Linked DNA regions of Rattus norvegicus: region 1 is linked to region 2. The links are chromatin contacts, called in public Hi-C maps. All regions are on one chromosome and are shown on one strand. Each heading gives the region's core, a stretch centred on a gene start, on an enhancer-like site or on the middle of the called end of the contact. The rest is flanking DNA. Distances are from core to core; before and after follow the strand shown. Region 1 has its middle 110 kb from the start of Capn13. Region 2 has its middle 65 kb from the start of Ehd3.

Region 1 (4,774 bases), core at 24-2,523, 570 kb after region 2:
TTTTGCTCGCGTCTTCCTTTTTGGCCACACCTGTCTTTCCTGCCAGATGCTTCCCTTAGCCCAGAGCCTGTAGAGCAGCCGTTCTTGCCCTTGCTAGCGCTGTGACCCTTTAATAGTTATGTTGTGGTAACCCCCAGCCATAAAATTACTTTTGATGCCACCTCATAATTGTAATTTTGCTACTATGAAGCATGATATAAGTATTTGTATTTTCCCTGGTCTTAGGTGACCCCCGCGAAAGGGTCATTTGAAGGGGTAGGGTTGAGAACCACTGTGGTAGAGGGATCCAGAGATTCTCTAGAGAAGGCATAATATAGAGGGACAAGTGTTGGCACGCTTGTTTAACTACATTATTGGGTTCTTATACCTCTCTCTGCCTCCCTTCCAACCCTTGTTCTACCCTAATCCCTTCCAAGCCCCCAACACTAGGAAGGAGAGAAAGAAGGTTAGAGGGGGAAGGGGGCATGGACCTCTTTACACTACTTCCTGCTTATTATGGGCATCAGGTTTCTAGGGGGAAATCCAATCTTCATCACCATAATACCTGGTATCCAGCAACCCAGCATATGCAACAGCAGGAGCCAGCAGCAGAGACTGGAGGTGGGGGTCGGGGGTGGGGGTGAGGGAGGTGCAGCAGCAGGGTGAGCAGCAGCTGCCTCAGGGTCCCTCAGCGCTCTCCCGTCTATACCCTCTCCAGAATCCCCATAATCAAACTAACTACAACTATCCCATCCTCTGCCCCAGAGCATGAGACAATGGTAGTTATCTGCTGTGGACAAACTGAGACGTCCCCACATCCCACACCTGAGATTAAAACAAAATCATATTCTCATAACTGCCATTTAAAAGAAACCAAAGTTATCACTACAGCTAAGCATGGACTTAGTTTCCAACTGTAACTCTTTTACTGGCCATGTGGTCCTAGGGTGGTATTTAACATTCCTGGATTTTGTTGTGTTTCATCTAGGGAGAGGAGGGGATAAATCTCCATCTGGCTGGGTCGTAAAGACCAAGTGACAGAGGCGATGTCCCTTTATTTAGCGAGGTTCTGAATCTAATCATTAGGTGGGGTGAATCACCACAAGTGCCGGTTCTGTGCCAAGACAATTATGCTACGTCTAGTAGTGTGATCAATATCCTTTCATTTTCTTCATCTCCGGTTCTTTTTATCTTCTTCACCACGACCTCCAGATGGCAGCACGGGCCACGGAACCAGAGCGTTTCTTTGCAAGCTGTTCCTTTCCCAGGATGCAGATGTTACTCTGTGACAGAGCCAGAGTAACAGTAACCACAGGCTGTTTGCTGGGTTCTTACTGCACTCGGGTATAGGGAGCACTTCTCACAAACAGAAGCTCAAGGGCTTTGGCTTTATGAGGAATGAAAAGGGTCTCTGATAGAAGCAGCCGCCGACCGGGAGGACCAGGAACCAAGCAAGTCCAATCTTCAAATCTGCTGGCTAGGCTATTTTCCCTACCATACTGGTCTTCTCTGTGAGTGCAGTATCGTCCTTCACCAATGAGGAGAATAAGACAGAAGGACAGAATGGAGCAGCCAAGAGACCAGGCTCCTGGAAATGTCCCATCATCCAAAGCACTGACCTTGTGTGATGCTTGGTGTGGACACTAGGAGAGATGAACCCCTGAATCGCCCAAAAGAATGTCTTCCATTCTCAAAGTGTTCTTTGCCAAAAGCCAAAACGGATTGTAAGAAATTCCCTCCAACTCTCTTTTACTGAGCCCTTTACCCACTGCATTTGCAACTCAGTCTCTAATCCCTTCATCCTAAGCATTCCTGGGGGAAATCCCTGAGCCAGCCACATGTACAAACATGTGCCCCTGCTGGAGCTTCTAGGGCAGCTGGTCAGGCTGAAGCACCCTTGAAAGCAGGGTAGGACAAAGGCTCAGACCTGTGTGTGGTATTCCTGAATCAGGCACACTGCCAGCTAAGGAAGCCCCGCTCTCTTCCCCTTTGTGCTCTGATGGCTCTCAGGGGAATGCTCATGTGTGATGTTAAGGATCTCAGTTCTTCCTCTCTGAAATAAGGAAAGGAAAACTTTGAAGAACAAGGTCTTCTCTGAGCTTAAAGCAATGCTAGGTCATAGAAAACAACTAGAGTTAGCTGGGTGTGCTGGTTTGAATAAGAATGACCCCCTTGCAGGCTCTTAGGTTTGGATGCTTGGTCACCAGGGAGTGGCACTATTTGAAAGGATTAGGAGGTGTGGCCTTGTTGGAGTGGGTGTGGCCTTATTGGAGGAAGTGTGTCACTGAAAGTGGACTTTGAGGTTTCAAGCCGGGACCAGTGTCTCTTCTTGCTACCTCGGGATCTGGCTTTAGAACTATCAGGCACTTCTCTAGCACCATGTCTTCCCGTGTGCCACTGTGCTCCTTGTCATGATGAAAATGGGACAAGCCCTCTGAAACTGTAAGCAAGTTCCAATGCAGTGTTTCCTTTATAAGAGTTGCCATGGTCATGGTGTCTCTTCACAGCAACAGATTACTAAAAACTCTGTGTATAACCCAGAGCAGCCATAACTGCTGTTTCCATCCCTTGAGAACTGCTGTAGGCTTAGACTGGGGTTCCACATCCCCTCCACCACAGGGCTCTAGGAGGCAGGACAAGGGAATTTGACACCACTCCCCATCCTGCAAGGAGGCCAGCTGCGTCTGGTTCTCAAGCTCTTGGGCATCCAGGCCCCACTGGGATGCCTCAGAAGAGCTAAGAATGGAGTGGGGGCCCTCATGGCTGGATCTAGCCTGGGGCCTGCCACCCACTGGCCTTCTTCGGAAGATTAGACAGCGGTTCTGTAGGCAAAGGTCTTCTCTGTAGCTCCCCATCGTGGATCCCAATGAAAAGAGACAATCCATGGTTTTAAGGCATGTATTGTCATGGCGGAAAGTGGATGAGTAAAACTGTACCCCACTTCTCAGGATGGGCCAGAGAGTAAATACCTTATGCAGGGAGAAGTGTCTGGGCAGGAAAGTTTCATTGGCTAAGCCTCCAAGCCCTTGGGTACCTCATTATAATGGAGAACTGTCTTGAGCCTACATGACCTGTGAAGCGGTTTAGGACATTACCCTTACATGACTGATGGCCACAAATCTATGGAGGGCTGTCTACCATCTCTTCAGGGTCTCCAGTGTTCAAGACTCCTCAACCAGGAACCAGGTGTGCCTTTCACTGTCCCACAGACTGCCACCATCCTCTTCCCTCTCCACTTCTGGGAGTGTAGAATTCTGGAGGACTGAGCTTCCCAGAAGCTGGAAGACACACTGGTATGAGCAATTGCTAGGCAGTTTCTGGATAGTCTATGCCCATTATTGATTTGGCTATAAGAGGTTCTGTTGGACAGAACCAGCAGCTACAACATGGCCCTTGAATAGAAGAGATATTCAAAGTTCAGGCACCATTGGGCTTGGAGCTCAATGTCTTGGGAGATGTGAGGGGACAGGGCTAGTGAGGTAGATACTGAGCCTGGACCTCCCAATCAGTTTCTGCAGTTGGACTAAGATTGTAAGACAAGGAGAGACAAGGAACTAGTCAGATGTCTTAGCAAACTGAGCAGTTAGAGTTTATTTTGTAACCCACAGATTAATGGAACTCCAACTGACCCTGAAGAATAAAATTCAATTGGTTCAAGCCCCATGTGGCAGGGAGCTCGACTCTCTCCCACAGATTAATGCTCAGGCCGTGTCTTCCAATTCTGGCAGTCTACCTCGGCTCTGGGATCTGATGCTGGTCCCTTATCTCCTCCACTGTCACCTTAGTCACAGACTGTTACTTCCTTTATGGAACAAATAAAATAAAAACTCCCACTTCTCAAGGCAGAGAGTCCCCTGTATTCTGTGGATCAATCCTCTGCCTGGCCCACACCACAGAAGTGTGCCCTAGTCAGCCAGGAGCAACCTGTTAAAGGGAAACACACACTCAGCTTCCACAATGCCCTAGAGATGTACTCTGAGCTGTCCTGTCCAGGAGGCTCAGAGTGGACCACAGAGAAGCCCATCCTTCACATTCCCAGGAAAAGCACCTGAACTTAGCTCCTGAAACCTCACCCATCTCAACCATAAATGTTCATCCCTCTGGTCCCTAAGAGACTGACTTCTACAGAGGGAAGGAGCACAACAAGGGACTTCATCCCTGACAAGCCTTCAAGGTGATTCAAAATGACATTGCTTCAACCAAAGTTTTCTTTTTTTATTAATGCAATAAAAGTGAATGAATCTCTCTCTCTCTCTCTCTCTCTCTCTCTCTCTCTCTCTCTCTCTCTCAGTTCAGGTCTGGGAGTGAAGGGCGGTGTTGAAACAGTTCTGAAAAGAGCCTCCTCCATTCCTTTAGGGAAAAATATGCTACTGGGGACTGGCAGCACACCCTAAATCTTTAAGGCATAGTTGATCACCTGCTGCATCTGGGAGACAGGAAGAAGAGGCATCTTCCCTGAGTGAAAAATCAAAGGCACATGCAGATAGAGACCTGCACATGAAGGAGAGAAACATCTCCATGGAGGGCCAGAACTCTGGTCAAGACTGAAGCCAGAACACAGTAGCCAGACTGTCTCTCTTCCCAAGCACTAACTCCCATCCAAAATCCATTGTGCAATGAGTAGCAGCAATGTATTTTAGAAAGTGAATCTTAAAACACACACACACACACACACAGAGACACGTGCACGTGCACACACATGCACTCACACACACATGCACACACACACACACAGACACACGCGCTCGCGCACACACTTTTCTTGCTCTGTAAGCCAAAGGAAAGCCCTAAAGAT
Region 2 (5,074 bases), core at 2,370-4,869:
GCAGATCATCTCCAAACCCGGTGATGGCGGTGACGTCACCCATAGGCCACGGGGGCCCACACATCTGTTGCGAGTGGTTACATCACAGCCTAAATAAAAGGCTGACCCTTCCTGACCTTCGCCCTTCTTTTCTCTCTTTTTTCCCCTTTGTCTCCTTTCCCCACAATAAACCTTTCTCACATGGAATTGTGTTGGCCTGGTGTGGTCTGTCCAGATGTGAGCCACATTTCTACTACGGCAGGCAGTTTATCTAATTAAGTTAGGGAGGTTCAAGTCCAAGATTGGGGCAGTATTGTGTTTTTTAAAAGGATGTGCGTGTGTGTGTGTGTGTGTGTGTGTGTGTGTGTGTGTGTGTGTGTGTGAGAGAGAGAGAGAGAGAGAGAGAGAGAGAGAGAGAGAGAGAGAGAGAAAGTAGAGGCTGGCTATGAGCACATGGAGAGAGGGGGGAGGGGAATGGGGAGAGGAGGAGCAGGAAGGAGAGGACAGAAGAAGAACAAGAAGGAGAGGGGGGAGGGGCCAAGAGCCCCTTTTATAGTGAGCCTGTTGCCTGCTAACTGTGGGGCGGAGCCTAGACAGGATGCTAACAGGCAGTATTATTGCTTTGGGCCTCTGGCAGGCATGTGGCTGAAGCCTGTGGTGGAACAAATACCAACTTTCAAGCTGCTACCTGAGGGTAGGTAGGGAAGCCGGCCGGCAGAGTTGCAATGACTCAGGACCACCTACTGCGACCTACTTCTTTAAAAAGGACATTGGACATACCCCTATCACTCTCCATGTTTCTGTTGGGACAGCATCTCCCTCAGAACCTGGAGCTTGTGTTTCTACAATTCGGCTGGAAGCCGGAAAGTTCCAGCGAACATACTCCTTGGAGCTGAGGTTGCAGATCTGCAAAGCCCGCCCAGATTGCTACATGGCTGTTGGGACCCAAACTTGGATCCTCACGATTGTGCGTCAAGGGCCCTTGACTGATGGCCCACCTCTTCAGCCTCCGGGACACATCTTTGAGGGATCCACAGAACTTTTAATAGCATTGCCCTGCGACCAAGCTTTCACAGGCCTTCCGGGGAGACGGACCTAAACCATCACAGCGCATTGACCCTTTCCTTAATGATTGGCATAACGAATTACTGCAAATTTTACAGATGGACACAACACCTACTTGGGGCTCTACTGAGTCCTCCTCTTAGAACTACAGATGGTGGAAATCAAGGTGCTGCGGGATGGGCTCCTTTGTGGAGACTGAATCTGCTCCTGAGTCCATTCAGGCTGTTGGTTGCATCTTTGTGGTTTTAGGCCCCAGGGCCCGACTTCCTGCCTGCCAGTCATCAAGGGCTCCCTACCATCCTCATGCTTTCCCTGTGCCCGTCTAGCAATGGGAGGCAGCCTCTCTCATGCTTCCCTGACCACTTCTGCTGAGTCTTTCCTGTCCCCAGATGGACAGAGTTCTGTGCCTTCGTGTGTTCATGTGATTGGATCTCAGGGACCCATCTGTGTAGCCCAAGAGCCGCAAGGTCTGTCACCTTAATAATATTTGCAAAGTCACTTTGGTGACACTGTGTAATCTACTTCCCCAGAGCCAGAGGACTCGGGCCCGAATATCTCTGAGGTGCTTTTGACCTGCCAGCTATGTATGGGGGATTATATCTGCTGAGTCATGAGGAATGGCTCTTTGAGAAAGAGCTGGGGGGACAAGAAATAAAACCATGCAGCATGAAGTCACCCCTGAGAAGCAAAGAAAACAACCAACCACTTGTCCTCTAGATACAGACCGGTCAGTCCCTCCAAACAATGAGCTGTGCATGCAAGCAAGCCCTTGAACAGAGCAAGACCTTCTGAAGGAGACATGTGCAACCAACATGGACGCTGGGGTCAGTTCTGCACCGGAATTGCTGTCATAATACTTCATACCCCCTGTGTGTGCTCTTCCCTCACACTGTTACAAGCGTCAAGCTGGGCAGTGTCAGTAGATAACTTTCATGTAACAGTGCTCGAGGCTCCCACAGAGAAATAGCCTATCGGATGAATGAGATGATGTCTGGCAGTGTGGACCTTCAATGAGGAAACCTGTTAACATGTGGATGTTTTGTAAGATGCCTTTAACACGTGGCAGTATATCTCCCCAGCTTCCATACCTACTTATACGCTTCCTTGATGTTATTTTTAATGGGTGTATAGTTTTCCATCCTATAGATTGAACCATAGTTTGTTTAATGAACTCTTCCAGTGTTGACATTTGGCTTGTTCCCAAGATGTTTTAATATCATCAGCACGGCTGAGGTGAACATAACAAAGGTGTTTTTTGCAGACCTGTGAGGCAGGAGGTTATCAGACCCTCAGCAGGAATGTGGGAGAAGCATCTGGATGCAGTCATAGCTGGGAAGTGTATTGCCTCACAGGGAAGAGGGCTTTGGTAGAACCACCACGTTCTGTTCTTAGCTCAGTGGCTCCTGAAGGCTTTGGGCGGGGCCCTTGGCATACAAAGAAAAGGAAGAGGTGCTGAGGCTGTGGGATTAGGGGAGGGCTCCTCGGAGGAAGCGGCATCATTGTACCAGATGTCGGGCACAGTGGGCTCAGGTTGGGGATGGCCCAAGGTGTGAGATTGACAGCCTGCTGAGCCGGTGAAAGGCGTGACTAGGGAGACATCTCTAGGAATCTGTTTCCTTTGGGACAAAAGGATGTGGCAATAGGCGTGTCTCAGGGCTGGCGTGTGGCTCAGTGGTGAAGCCCTTGTTTAGGATATGCAAGGATATGGTTTTCGTCTTTGGACTCAACAGAACAAAAAATAAAGATTTTTTTTGTTTTTTTTTTTTTGTTTTGTTTTTTTGTTTTGTTTTTGTTTCGTTTTGCTTCCGTGTTGTAAAGGAGGTGGACACAGTATCTTTCCTGCTTCCACTTTATCCCAGCTCTGGCCTCTCTTCCCTCCATCCAGCTTCACGAACAAACTAGAATACCTTAGAACTGAGTCTCTTCCTCAGGGCTCTCCTCTGATGATGGGGAGTTAGTAGGAAGGACACAGGGAGCGATGGAAACGTTCTGAACGTTGGCTGGTCTACAGGTTCTGCATCTACCAGAAGTCAAGAGGCAGCCACACATGTCGCTACATGCGAATAACCTTTCATGCTTAAAAATGCAGACATTTTCTGTAGGCTTGCAAGTCAAGGTCTTGCAAACCATCAAGATCTTGATGTGTTTGTGTGTGTTAACACGGATGGCGTGAAGCAGAGGAAAACCAAAGGCCCAGGGTGGGCTATCGGAGGCCCAGCACCTACGTGGATTGGGGTCACTCGATGAGTCTTTCTGGAAGCAGGCTCAAGTGTGTGGTGATGGGGATGGATGGACGCCACACTGTTCCTCTTCTCAGCATCCTCTCTGAGTGAATCCCCACCGTGCAGGCCTGAGCCACGTCTGGGTTAGGATCCCACGTCTTAAAGCCCACTGTGGTACCTGAGAAGAGATGGGGAATCCACACATGGCTGCTATTCAGGACCTGAAGGAATTTCCCAGGAGTTTCGTAGCCACTGGCTGGCTGCCACTGTGCTCGGTGGTTTCCCCAGTGGGCAGGCAATGAGTCAACCACCCCCTGGCCAGAAGGGAAAGGAGATAGGGGCTGGGATGGCTCTAACTGCTTGTTTCTGAGGACCAGGGAAACCTCAACCACTTCAGTGGGCCGCGTCTGTCCAGTGTGGTGCCTGACTCTGAGAGACAGGACAGGGCAGAGGAGTTGGCTATCCAGAAGGAAGAGGTTTGGCCTAAAGTACTGGCGGAGGTGCTTTTGTTTTTCTTCTCCCCAGGGCAATAAAAGAAAGGGGTGACAATAACTATACTCAGAACCTGACTCAGGGTCACTTAAACGTCTTTATCTACTTCCTCCATCTCCCTGTGGAAAATGGGCTGCTTCCTTTAATGAGCTCTGAATATTAAGCCTAATTTGGAACAATCGTGTACACACTCATTTCCTCTAGCTTTGATATCATTTGTATCTGAGCAGTGTGCTGGATCGTTTTATGTCAACTTGATAGAAGCTTGTCACTGGAAAAGAGGAAACCACAATTGAGAAAATGCCTCCATGAGGTCAGGCTGTAGGCAAGCCTACTGTAGGCATTTTCTTAATTAGCAATCGATGTGGGAAGGGCCCAGTCCATGATGATTGTGCTATCCTTGGACTGATGGTCCTGGGTTCTATAAGAAAACAGGCTGAGCAAGCCATAAGGAGCAAGCTAGTAAGCAGCACCCCACCCCCAGCCCCAAGGGCCTCTGCATAAGCTCCTGCCTTCCAGTAACAGCACTCCTTCATGGCTTCTGCATCAGCTCCTGCCTCTATGTTCCTGCCCTGCTTGAGTTCCTGTCCTGACTTCCTTCAGTGATGGACTGTGGTATGGAAGTGTACTCCTTTCTTCCTCCAACTTGCTTTTGGTCACGATGTTTCATCACAGCGATACAGACCTAATTAAGACTAGAAGTAAGCTGCCCTTCTTCATCTACTTACTGTGTTGGTGTTGATGTTAATGTTTTATCACTGCACTGTGACTCCATAGTGAAGGACTGGGCATAGATTATCAGAACCCATCTGAGAAAGCAGCAGTGTGAAGGAATGAGGGTCCAAGATAATATAAATGGGGACTTGCGGTGAATCTCGTAGACGCTGGCCTCCATGGATGTTCACAGAATGTTCACTGCATGGCTGCCTTCTCTTCTGGCAGCAGCCTTAAGTTCACTGCAAACCTGGCTAAATTCCTTATGTGGGATGTTGTCAGTGTCCATCGTTGGGATGAAACAGCTGAGATTCTTAACTTAAAAGGTGAAGGGTTAACTTTGGCTCTTAATTTCAGTACATAGCAGCCCTGGGCCAGTGGCTCCAAGGTATCTGTGTATGTTTTGGGGGGACGAGGTAGAGGAAGTCTCCTCACTAGGATCTCAACTTCCCTTTCCAGGATAAAGATCAACTTTCTCCAACTAAGCCCCGCCCCTTAAAAGATTCCACCACCTTCCCATAATGCCCCAGCTTTAGGCTCAAACCTTCGGAGGATGTTTGAGATGATGCTATATTACTTGCACGTGAGCTCGTGGGTCCCCA

Evidence for each region. Hi-C and Micro-C count contacts between places; a contact is called where the count stands out from the background.
Region 1: a Hi-C map of the A7r5 cell line shows a contact between it and region 2, with 6 times the contacts expected there. The contact joins two enhancer-like sites. A contact is called at or near these places in 12 of 12 Hi-C or Micro-C datasets (the A7r5 cell line, the Rat2 cell line, Schwann cells and 7 more) and 1 of 1 datasets of contacts at active chromatin or transcription factors (oligodendrocytes).

What each region holds. Positions count from the first base shown.
Region 1 is chr6:27,926,773-27,931,546 of GRCr8, forward strand. No RefSeq gene overlaps it. Among named protein-coding and RNA genes, the nearest start is that of Capn13, 110 kb to the left of the region's middle. Within about 2 kb of position 1,274, at least 7 of the 93 cell types and tissues checked have an H3K27ac peak or open chromatin away from gene starts, as enhancers often do. A contact at or near this core is called in the A7r5 cell line, where this site is marked.
Region 2 is chr6:27,349,777-27,354,850 of GRCr8, forward strand. No RefSeq gene overlaps it. Among named protein-coding and RNA genes, the nearest start is that of Ehd3, 65 kb to the right of the region's middle. Within about 2 kb of position 3,620, at least 7 of the 93 cell types and tissues checked have an H3K27ac peak or open chromatin away from gene starts, as enhancers often do. A contact at or near this core is called in the A7r5 cell line, where this site is marked.